2 separate regions of the Pan paniscus genome follow, and region 2 is linked to region 1. A link is a contact called in public Hi-C data. All regions are on one chromosome and are shown on one strand. Each heading gives the region's core, a stretch centred on a gene start, on an enhancer-like site or on the middle of the called end of the contact. The rest is flanking DNA. Distances are from core to core; before and after follow the strand shown. Region 1 overlaps CDKL1 (cyclin dependent kinase like 1). Region 2 holds the start of MAP4K5 (mitogen-activated protein kinase kinase kinase kinase 5).

Evidence for each region. A called contact is a pair of places that touch in the nucleus more often than the background predicts.
Region 2: a Hi-C map of fibroblasts shows a contact between it and region 1, with 5 times the contacts expected there. The contact joins the promoter of MAP4K5 here to the enhancer-like site in region 1. A contact is called at or near these places in 2 of 3 Hi-C or Micro-C datasets (fibroblasts and induced pluripotent stem cells).

What each region holds. Positions count from the first base shown.
Region 1 is chr15:51,472,793-51,477,697 of NHGRI_mPanPan1-v2.0_pri, reverse strand. CDKL1 (cyclin dependent kinase like 1) reads left to right here. Exons shown (of 9, transcript XM_034937526.3): 7 at 3,765-3,821. Among named protein-coding and RNA genes, the nearest start is that of DMAC2L, 24 kb to the right of the region's middle. Within about 2 kb of position 2,892, at least 1 of the 2 cell types and tissues checked has open chromatin away from gene starts, as enhancers often do.
Region 2 is chr15:51,668,829-51,673,733 of NHGRI_mPanPan1-v2.0_pri, reverse strand. It overlaps MAP4K5 (mitogen-activated protein kinase kinase kinase kinase 5), which reads left to right and starts at 2,072. Exons shown (of 32, transcript XM_055097565.2): 1 at 2,072-2,269; 2 at 2,559-2,775. The coding sequence starts at 2,668. ATL1 (atlastin GTPase 1) reads right to left here and starts at 2,168. Exons shown (of 15, transcript XM_034937522.2): 1 at 1,841-2,168.

The DNA of each region.
Region 1 (4,905 bases), core at 1,643-4,142:
CATGGTGGCACATGACTGTAATCCCAGCTACTCAGGAGGCTGAGGCAGGAGAATTGCTTGAGCCCAGGAAGTGGAGGTTGCAGTGAGCCGATATTGCACCACACCACTGTACTCCACCCTGGGTGGGCGACAGAGCAAGACTCTTTCCAAAAAAAATAAATAAATAAAAACTTCCTTAGCCAGCCTTACTCTGGTGCTTGCCCTCTATTATGGCCAACCCAAATGGGGGAAGCCCATTTTTTAAAAGCAGGAAAATTTGAAATGTTTATACCCCTAATCCACTTCCAACAATTTATTCCTGTGAAACCATAATCCAAGAGCATAAAGATGTGGCATTATTTAATAGAAATTATTTCCTTTAGTATTCCATCAGTAGGGGATTATGTATGGTACATCCTTACAATAGAAATACTTCATCAGGCCAGGTGTGCTCATGCCTGTAATCCCAGCATTTTGGGAGGCTGAGGCAGGTGGATCAGGGGCTCGAGACCAGCACGGGCAACAAGACAAAACTGTCTCTACTAAAATACAAAAAGTTGGCCTAGCATGGTGGCACGCACCTGTAGTCACAGCTACTCAGGAGGCTGAGGTGAGAGGATCACCTGAGCTTAGGAAGTTGAGGCCGCAGTGACCTGAGATCGCTGCACTCTAGCCTGGGCGACAGGAGTAAGACCCTGTCTCCGAACAAAAAAAAAAAAAAAAGAAAGAAAAAAAAGAAATACCATACAGAGCCAGGTGCGGTGGCCCACACCTATAATTCTAGCAACTCAGGAGACAACTGAGGTGAAATATTGCTTGAGCACAGGAGGTCTAGACCAGCCTGGGCAACATAGCAAGACCCTGTCTCTACAAAATATTTTTAAAACTAACTGGGGTTGGAGACACATGCCTATAGCTCCAGCTACTTGGGAGGCTGAGGCAGGAGAATCACTTGAGCCCAGGAGTTTGAGGTTACAGTAAACTATGATCATGCCACTGCATTCCAACCTGGGTGACAGAGCAAAACTCTGCCTCTAAAAATAAGAAATACCATGTAGTTAAAAAAAAAAAAAAAAAGACGGTTATAAAACAGTGTAGGCTGGGCATGGTGGCTCACGCCTGTAATCCCAGCACTTTGGGAGGCTGAGGCAGGTGGATCGCTTGAGCCCAGGAGTTCGAGACCAGCCTAGGCAACATGATGAAACCCTGTCTCTACTAAAAATACAAAAATTAGCCAGGCACGGTGGCACACACCTGTAGTCCCAGCTACTTGGGAGGCTGAGGTGGGAAGACGGCTTGACCTTGGGAGGTAGAGGTTGCAGTGAGCCGAGATCACGTCAGTACACTCCAGCCTGGGCAACAGGGCCAGATTCTGTCTCAAAACAAAAACAAAAACAAAACAAACAAAAAAACCAGTATGTATAATTTGACAAAGTTTTAATAAAAATGTAATATGCACACAATGCATATATACATGTATTTACATATATAAATACAAAATAATGTGACAACATCTGGGAAATCACAAAGCTTTTTTTTTTTTTACATTTGTGAAATAAATGGCTGCAAGGATATATATCAAAATACTAAGAGTGGATATCTCTTTTGGGTGGGATTTTGGGGTAACTTTATGATTTTTTATATTTTTGAATGTCTTCTAATGAGCCTGTATTGTAATCAAAAACATTTCAGAGCATAATTAAGGTCTGTGAAATCTTGAGTTTCTACTGAGGAAGGTATCTTAAAAATGAAACTAACCCTCCAGTTGCTCACTAAACCCTTCAGTTTTCAGATGGAAGTTCTGTCTCTACCACTTGTGTTTTGTTTGTTCCCTAACCTCTTGGCTTGTCCCACAATGAAGGTTTCTGCTTCTCCACTGCCTCTTCCTCCTGTAGCACTAGCATTCAAAGTGGGTCTTGCTGGGACAGAGGGGCAGGAATGACACCTGACATATGGGAGGTGACCCATCTGGCTTCCTTGTGATCTGGACATTCCCAGTTGTGCACTAAATATCCCTAGTGATTTCCTGTTCACTTGTCTGTTGGTGAAGCCTCAGAAATAACCCAGGTTTCATAAATGTAAGAAGCTTCCCATGGTTTCCCAGAGATTGTCCTGCAGATTTCCTGTTGACAGAAACACAGGAACAGGCAGTGCGGGGGCTGCACTGGTTGAACATCTGTGCCCCAGTCCCTCTGCCTGTCAGTAACCCTGACAGAGGGAGGCCTGCTTGCTTCTGGGGCTGTGAAACGCTCACAGGATGGGCTCCAGCGTATCACAGGCAACCAGTTGGCCTCATCCAGACATTGTTGCTGAGACAGCAGAGCTCGATGATATAGCAATGGCACGTCAAACCCCAGTGATGCTCAGATTCAACCGACAGAAAGAACAAGAGAAATATTTAAGCTATGGAGCATGAGTGGAAGTATGAGGGTGCAACAGGGGCTACTGTCAAGGGCCAATACAAACCTACTTTAGGATTTTTTTTTCTCCTGTTGACATAGGGAACTCTGAAACAGAGGCTCTTCTCTCCTACTCTTATCAATGATTAGTATGTGTACAATCCAGAATTGGTTATTGGGAGCTGGTTGCCTGTCCAAAATAATACTGTACTGTGAAAGTTGGCCGCAGCACCAGGACTGTTTGATTAGATGAGCCTGGCCAGTCACTCCAGTCGGCAGCTCACACACTGCCACTTTTATACACACAATGCACTGCAGTCACTTATTTTGCTCAGCTTGGCTGGCTCTTATTTTCTCAGCCTCTCTGCTCAATTAGCCTTTGTCAGTGGTATGTCTCTTTAACTGGCCTGTTTGTCTGCCTGACATTCGGCATTCCTCCCATTTATAGTGTTATTCCTGATTGTCTCCAGCATGTGACTGGCGCAAAATCGCCTTATACGGCCAAAAGGAGATTGACGAATGCCCCACAGGAGACTGTTTAAACAGCAGGCTGAGAAGGGAAGCAGCAGGCCCTAGTGGGAGGAGACAACAGTGTTTATTCCAGAAAATCAAGAAGCATCTGTTCACCTAGGTAGGGGAAAAACATCTATTTTGCAGCTCCCTTTATATAATTAGAATTAGAGCTGCTTTTTTTTTTTTTTTTTTTTTTTTTTTTTTGAGACAGGGTCTTGCTCTGTCGCCCATGCTGGAGTGCAGTGGCACATTTATGGCTTACTGCAGCCTCAATCTCCCAAACCCACGCCATCCTCCCGCCTTAGCCTCCCAAGTAGCTAGTACTAGAGGCGCACACCACCACCCCCGGCTAGTTTTTTGGTATTTTTTTTAGAGAGACAGGGTTTCATCATGTTGCCCAGGCTGGTCTCAAATTCCTGGGCTCAAGCCATCAGACTTGGCCTGAGTGGATTATAGGCATGAGCCACCGCACCCAGCCAGCTACCTTTTTATAAATCACACTATAAATGCCAAAAATTATTCTCAGGAAAGGCAAGTTATATAAATTGAGCCCCCCACCCCCTCAAAAAAAAAACTGCTCAGAAAAGTTTTTTTTCATTAGTATTTTTATTTATAATTTGCTATCTCCATTGGTATCAGAGCAGGAAGTTAAGGGAGTAGTTAGGAAGCAAATTTGGAAAAGCAATTTGGAGGTGGGGAGAGAAAGCTTGTGAAAAAGGCAAAGGGAGACTGTTTTGGGCAGGAGGTTGGGTGGGCAAAGGGTGGAGGACGTGAGGAAGGTGCCAGGAAAATGTTTCTATCAAAAGATTTAATTTGAGGTAACCTTAATTTGAATACATGCTGTAAATTAAAAACCTCTTTTCTTTTCAACAGGAACCACTTGAATTAAAATTCCCAAACATCTCTTATCCTGCCCTGGGGCTCCTAAAGGTAAAAATCATGGCTTCCAACAGACCAGGAAGCACACAGCAGTTGTCATCACTGGGGAATCTGAATTACTTATGTCAATCCATGCAATGAAAAGTGTTCCTTTTAGAATTCTTCTCCTGGCTGGGCAGTGGCTCACACCTGTAATCCTAGCACTTTGGGAGGCCAAGGCAGGCGGATCACTTGAGGTCAGTTCAAAACCAGCCTGGTCAACATGGTGAAACCGTCTCTACTAAAAATAAAAAAAATTAGTCAGGCGTGGTGGCGCTCGCCTGTAATCCCGACTACTCAGGAGGGTGAGGCGGGAGAATTGCTTGAGCCTGGGAGGCGGAGGTTGCAGTGAGTTGAGATTGCACGACTGCACTCCAGCTTGGGTGACAGAGCAAGACTCCGTCTCAAAAAAAAAAAAAAAAATTCTCCTTGGAAAAGTATATTTTCAATTTTTTAAAATGGATCACATTCTATTAAGTGAAAACATTTGCAAGTATTTTCCACTTTAAATAAACCTAACATTATATTTGAAGTCTAAATTTACACAAAACAGAAATTTCAGGGGGGTGGTGATTGTTTTACAAAGAGAACTTTTTCTTCAGAAAATCCTTAGCTGCAGGATCCTTTTAAATAGCTAACTCCCTGGTACATTTGAAGTACATTTAAAAACTTGATATATATATTTATATATATATATTTTTAGAAATATAGCTCTTATGTAAAACGAGGTATGGTATCAACTAAAATGTTTGCAAGTTACAGTCAATGTCCCACATGGTTTAAAAATTATTTATTTACTGATGTATTAAATAATGAGTTAATATAAATGATAATGTAACTGTTACCTGAAAGGGGTCCCAATCCAGACCCCAAAAGAAGGTTCTTGGACCTCATGCAAGAAAGAATTCAGGGCGTGTCCACAGAGTAAAGTGGAAGCAAATTTATTAACAAAGTAAAGGAATAAAAGAATGGCTACTCTATAGGCAGCAGTGCTGTGGGCTGCTCAACTGAGTATACTTACAGTTATTTCTTGATTATATGCTAAACAAGGGGTGGATTATTTATGAGTTTTCCAGGAGAGGGCAGGGATTTTCTG
Region 2 (4,905 bases), core at 823-3,322, 200 kb before region 1:
GCAGATATACAGAGTCTTGACTTTTTAACCACCACATAGAGTCTTGACTTTTTCCATGCTATCTGCCTCTAGGTTGATGGTCAAAGCATATGGATCTGCCATTACTGGCAACATAAAATATCTGCACTCCAGGGTCTTGTTGAAGCCTATGACCTCAAACATTTCACTGCCTAATTCATTTTAAATGCTGTATTTCAAGAATAACATGCTTAAAGGATTGTCAGGATATTTGTCCTCGTCTCAAACTGGGCATTCAGTTTCTACTTTATGAAGAAGGCTCATTAAATAAAATTTTTGGAAGTCTTTGCATTAGGAAAATATATGCCTCTTCTTGATCAATTGGTTACTCTTGATCTCAAAAACACTATAAAATCCTCTGGTTGGCCGAGTTGTCACACTGTTCTGGTTTCGTATTTTCCTTCTCTTTAACTTCATACTAGTTTGCCCACTTATTTTTATCTTGTTTTATAGTAAGTGTTTTCTGTGTGCTGCCTGAAATTCCCTGGAGTAACACAAGTGTAAACATGTAAGAATAAATATATTTCAGACTAGATCAAGGATCAGTGCTTATATGGCCAGAGGAAAAAAATCTCAAATGAATCTATGACAGTAAACAAGTGCTAAGATACCAATAGAACATTTGAAGAGATTTTGAGTCATCGAAGCCAAAAGTATGTGCCCACCAAAACAAGTGCCAAGAATCTTTGAAAGAAGGAACTGTTCTTCAACAATTTTTTCAATGCAGCAAACACATAGGCTTTGTCCATGGAGCATGTAAGTCTGGGCTTACTTATGTTCCCCAAATAAGTGCCCTTTGTGTGTGGAGCACAAGAAAATACATATATGCCCTGTCCTGTTAAGGTGCGAATTTAATTTCTACATTATACAATTATCAACAATAAAGAGTATTGTCAATTACTCCTTATTATACATTATACAATTATCAACAATAAGGAGTATTTTAATTCTCAAGAACAGAATTAAAAATTGGGTGTTCAAAGCCACATGCCAACATCTCCAACTTGCTCTTTTATGATGTTTCAGTCACTAAATGCAGTGGCTGAGTGTTATCTGGCTTTTCTGTTCAAATTCTCTATGAGGCTCTAGAAATAACTTAGCCAGTATAATGTAACACTGGCAACTTAATTTCTACCTTCAGAGCAAGACTGGAACTGAAACTGCAAAACAGCTTGTGAAATATCAGCCAAATTACTTCCCCGAACTCCTGTTCCATATATGCTGTGCATTGTTAAGTATTTTAAGACCTCTTATATTCGATAACCCCCTTTACAATCCTGTAAAACGCTTTATAAACACTTTCCTGGGTGTCAGATGCAAAATCTTACCCTCTTCAAGCTGCAGATAAGGACACCGAGATGTTGCCAAATATGCTGTTTTGTCCCAGAGCACATACTGAGGAAGTGGTAGAACCAGAACCAGTCTGTGACCCCTTTGTTTTACTTTTGCGGAACTCCTGATCTCATTAAAGGTGCAATACCAGCGATGAGACACTGCGTGTGCCCAACAGGGACAAAGGTCATTGAGCAGTCCTAGGAATTCAGACTTTCAGAATTGTCTCAGAAGAACTAAGTAGAAGGCAGGTTGTGCAGGTGTGCAGTGCAGCCTCAAACTGGTACCACCGGGAATGGTTTGCAAAACAGGAAGGTGCAGTAGGGTGTGCCGGGACTTAGTTAACCTGGCACTCCCCCACCTCCTTCCCCGGCGCCCCGCTGCCAGGTTACTTCTGGCCCGGTGCCCTTAACGTACCTTTTCCGTGTTTAACTTGGAGGGCTACGTTCCCATCGCCCTTCTTCCTCTACCCGTCACCCTACAGGCCTACCTGACAAATGTGGGGACGGTTTAGCCAAGGCCCGTTGGCCCACGAATGCCCAGGGGTGTGCCTTATTTCTGAGAGTGGGAGGGAGACAGCCCAGGCCCTGCAAGGACGCGCCCGGCTAGGGGGGCGCGGTGGCGCGGTCGGGAGGGTGTTGTGTTCTCAGCAGGCCTCAGGGCGGCACTCTGGTTCTGCGGCCGGAGTGCTCGGGCGGGCCGCTGGGCGCCGACCCATGCTGGCTGGGAACGTGTCTCCCGGTGACGCAGCCCCGGGTGGGGAACGTGGTGCGGCGGCGGCGGCGGCGGCGGCGACTGTACGCGCCTCCGCCGCCCCCGAGAGGACGCGCCGTGCAGCGGCTGAGTGGCGGCGGCGGCGACGGCAAACCCGGAGCTGCCGGCCGGCGCGGGGGAGGAGGACGCGGGTGCGGTCTAGGAAGTAGGTCCCGGGCTCCGCGCTCAACAAAGACGGGGCCGCCCCCATTAGGTACCGAGCCGGCCCTGGGCCCCGGCTGGCGGGGAGGCCTCGTCGGGCAGTTCGCGGGCGGCCGGGGAGGGGGAAGGGCCGCAGACCGAACGGGGATACGGGGCGCCGGGGGCCCTTCCAGGCCCCTTTCTCTTCCACGGCCCCTGGCGGGACGGAAGGGAAGGGGCCGGGCCGCGAGGGCGCGGGCCGCTGGGGGTCGTAGCCTGCGACGCCAACCAGCCTTTGCTCGTCCCTCGTGCAGACGGAGCTGCGGGCGGAGGCTCCATGTTGGGAAGCGGCGCCGTTCGTGCTTGTTAGCGGGAATCCGGGAGCCGCGGGGTGAGCTGGCGGGGGCCGGGCCCTAAGTGAAGATGGAGGCCCCGCTGCGGCCTGCCGCGGACATCCTGAGGCGGAACCCGCAGCAGGACTACGAGCTCGTCCAGAGGGTCGGCAGCGGCACCTACGGGGACGTCTATAAGGTAAGTGAGGCTGGCCGTGCTTTTTTCCTGCGGTCGACTGCGTCCCGGGAATGGGGCCACTTTCCTGCGAAGTACTGGGGCGAGAGGAGGATGCTTTTACTGTTGCCTCTTGGGGAGAAAGCGGCCGGGGTCCCTTTTACTCGGTTCTGAGCACCCTCGACTCATAGCTTGTTCTAATCGCTACCAACAGGCAGAACTAACCACACAGTTGCAAACCGCTGTTGCACTTTTTTTGTGGTTTAAAGGCTTTTTAATAGGGCTTATTTATGGTATTGAAGGGAATTTGAATCTGCCTGTGGAATTACACCGAAGGATGCTCTAGTGTTAGCATGGAAAAATGCTTCATGGAAGATAGACAGGAAAGAATATTGACATTCAGACATTTGCATTTTTTTAAAAAAAATTGTTTCAATGGATGAGTTTGACTAAAAAAGCCATATGAAACTCTGTCTCTGAGCTTTAACTGTAAGCAAACTAATATTGGTGACGTGTATGCAAGCATTATCCCATATAAAAAGATGCTTTTCCTGGTGGAAGTTTGATCGTTTGTTTTTGGTTGGCGATAAAAATGTGATATTAACTTGCTGGGTTTTGTTTTACTTTAGCGGTTCCTTTCAGGGATTTATAACATCCTATAACCAAGAGTGGATATGAGCTGCTGTCTTTGTATTGTGCTGTTTTGTATTACTTAAGACAAACGATGAGAGTAAGTTACACCTAATTTAGGATTTTAAAAAACATTGTAGAGAAGCAAACCCAATTCCCCAAATCCGCTGAGTTCTTGAATGGTTCAGAGGAAAGAGATTGAGATTGCCTTATGCTTTTTGTTGTGTGTTCCAAAAAGGGAGCATTAGTGCAGCCTATGAATATTAAGGGCAAATTCCTTTGCTTTTTGCAACGGCGTTGTTTATTGGATTTGATCATGATATATATCACATTGTGCCAAACAACACTTCTGCATATCGCTGAAGTGGTTTTGTGTCATTTGGGTAATTAACCAGTAGATTCCTCTGGGGTTAGGTTGTTGTTTTGCACAGGTGGTTCCCCTCTTTCTACTTACTTTTAATTTCCTCCCAATTAATATTAGCATTTCAAGGTAGTGGTATTATAGCCCTAGCACTGTTTGATTCTACTGAGATAGACTGTAATGGATAGGCTTTTTATTCCTTAAACAAGCATTTGAGTCTTCTGTACCAGGCACTGGTAGAGGTACTGAGGTGATGAATTGTGAGCAAGGTTCTGGCTCTTACCTTGTGAATACCTTCGAACTCAAAGTGTATGTTTGTAACAATCCTCTTCTTCTTTATGTAAAATTAGAGGTAGTTAACTTAGTTGTTTATCCAGGGATTAGCCATTTTGTGGAATGCTCTTTAGAAAATTGAAATTCCTATTTCCTTTCTCAGTCTCATTTTTTAGTCATCTTTGTCTTATGATTCACTGTGTGTTAGACGAGTTCAATTTAGTTCATGTTAATTTACAATAGTATAAATTCTACTTGTATATATTCTCTTCTCCCTACTACAATAAAGTTTTAGGAGTGTTTTTCCCATAAAGATCTTAAGACCTCCACCCTTTTTCTTCATAGATATAGTAACTAAAGCAACTCTGGAGCAGGATTTTATTCATGCCTGGGAAAAAGCAAAGATTATATTTAAGGGGCAGCTAATGCCTGCCTTTTACCCTGGTGCCTTCCTGCCCTAGTCTCTCTTCTGCAGTTCCCAAACAGAATCAGAAACCGAATATTCATCATACTCTACCTTCACCCCTTAACACATGGTCCCCTACCCTCACAATGTTGCTTCCTCTACCCTCACAATGTTGCTTCCTCTACCCTCACAATGTTGCTTCCTCACACTTACATGTATATTCATTGCACACTAGGCCAGCCTCTGATTCTAAACATCCTTAAGGCGTTCTTAGCTCCTTGTCTTTTGTTTTCCTTTGTTCTAATTACTTGGAATCACCTTCCACCCCTCCATTTCCACCTGTTGCTGTAATACCTGTCCATGAAAGCCTTACCCAAATGCTCCTGGGCAAGACAGCCCTTCCCTCTTATTTCTCAGCCTCATCTACCACTCTCCTTAGTCATTCTGCTCTAGTTACACTGGCCTGCTTGCTTCTCCTTAAACA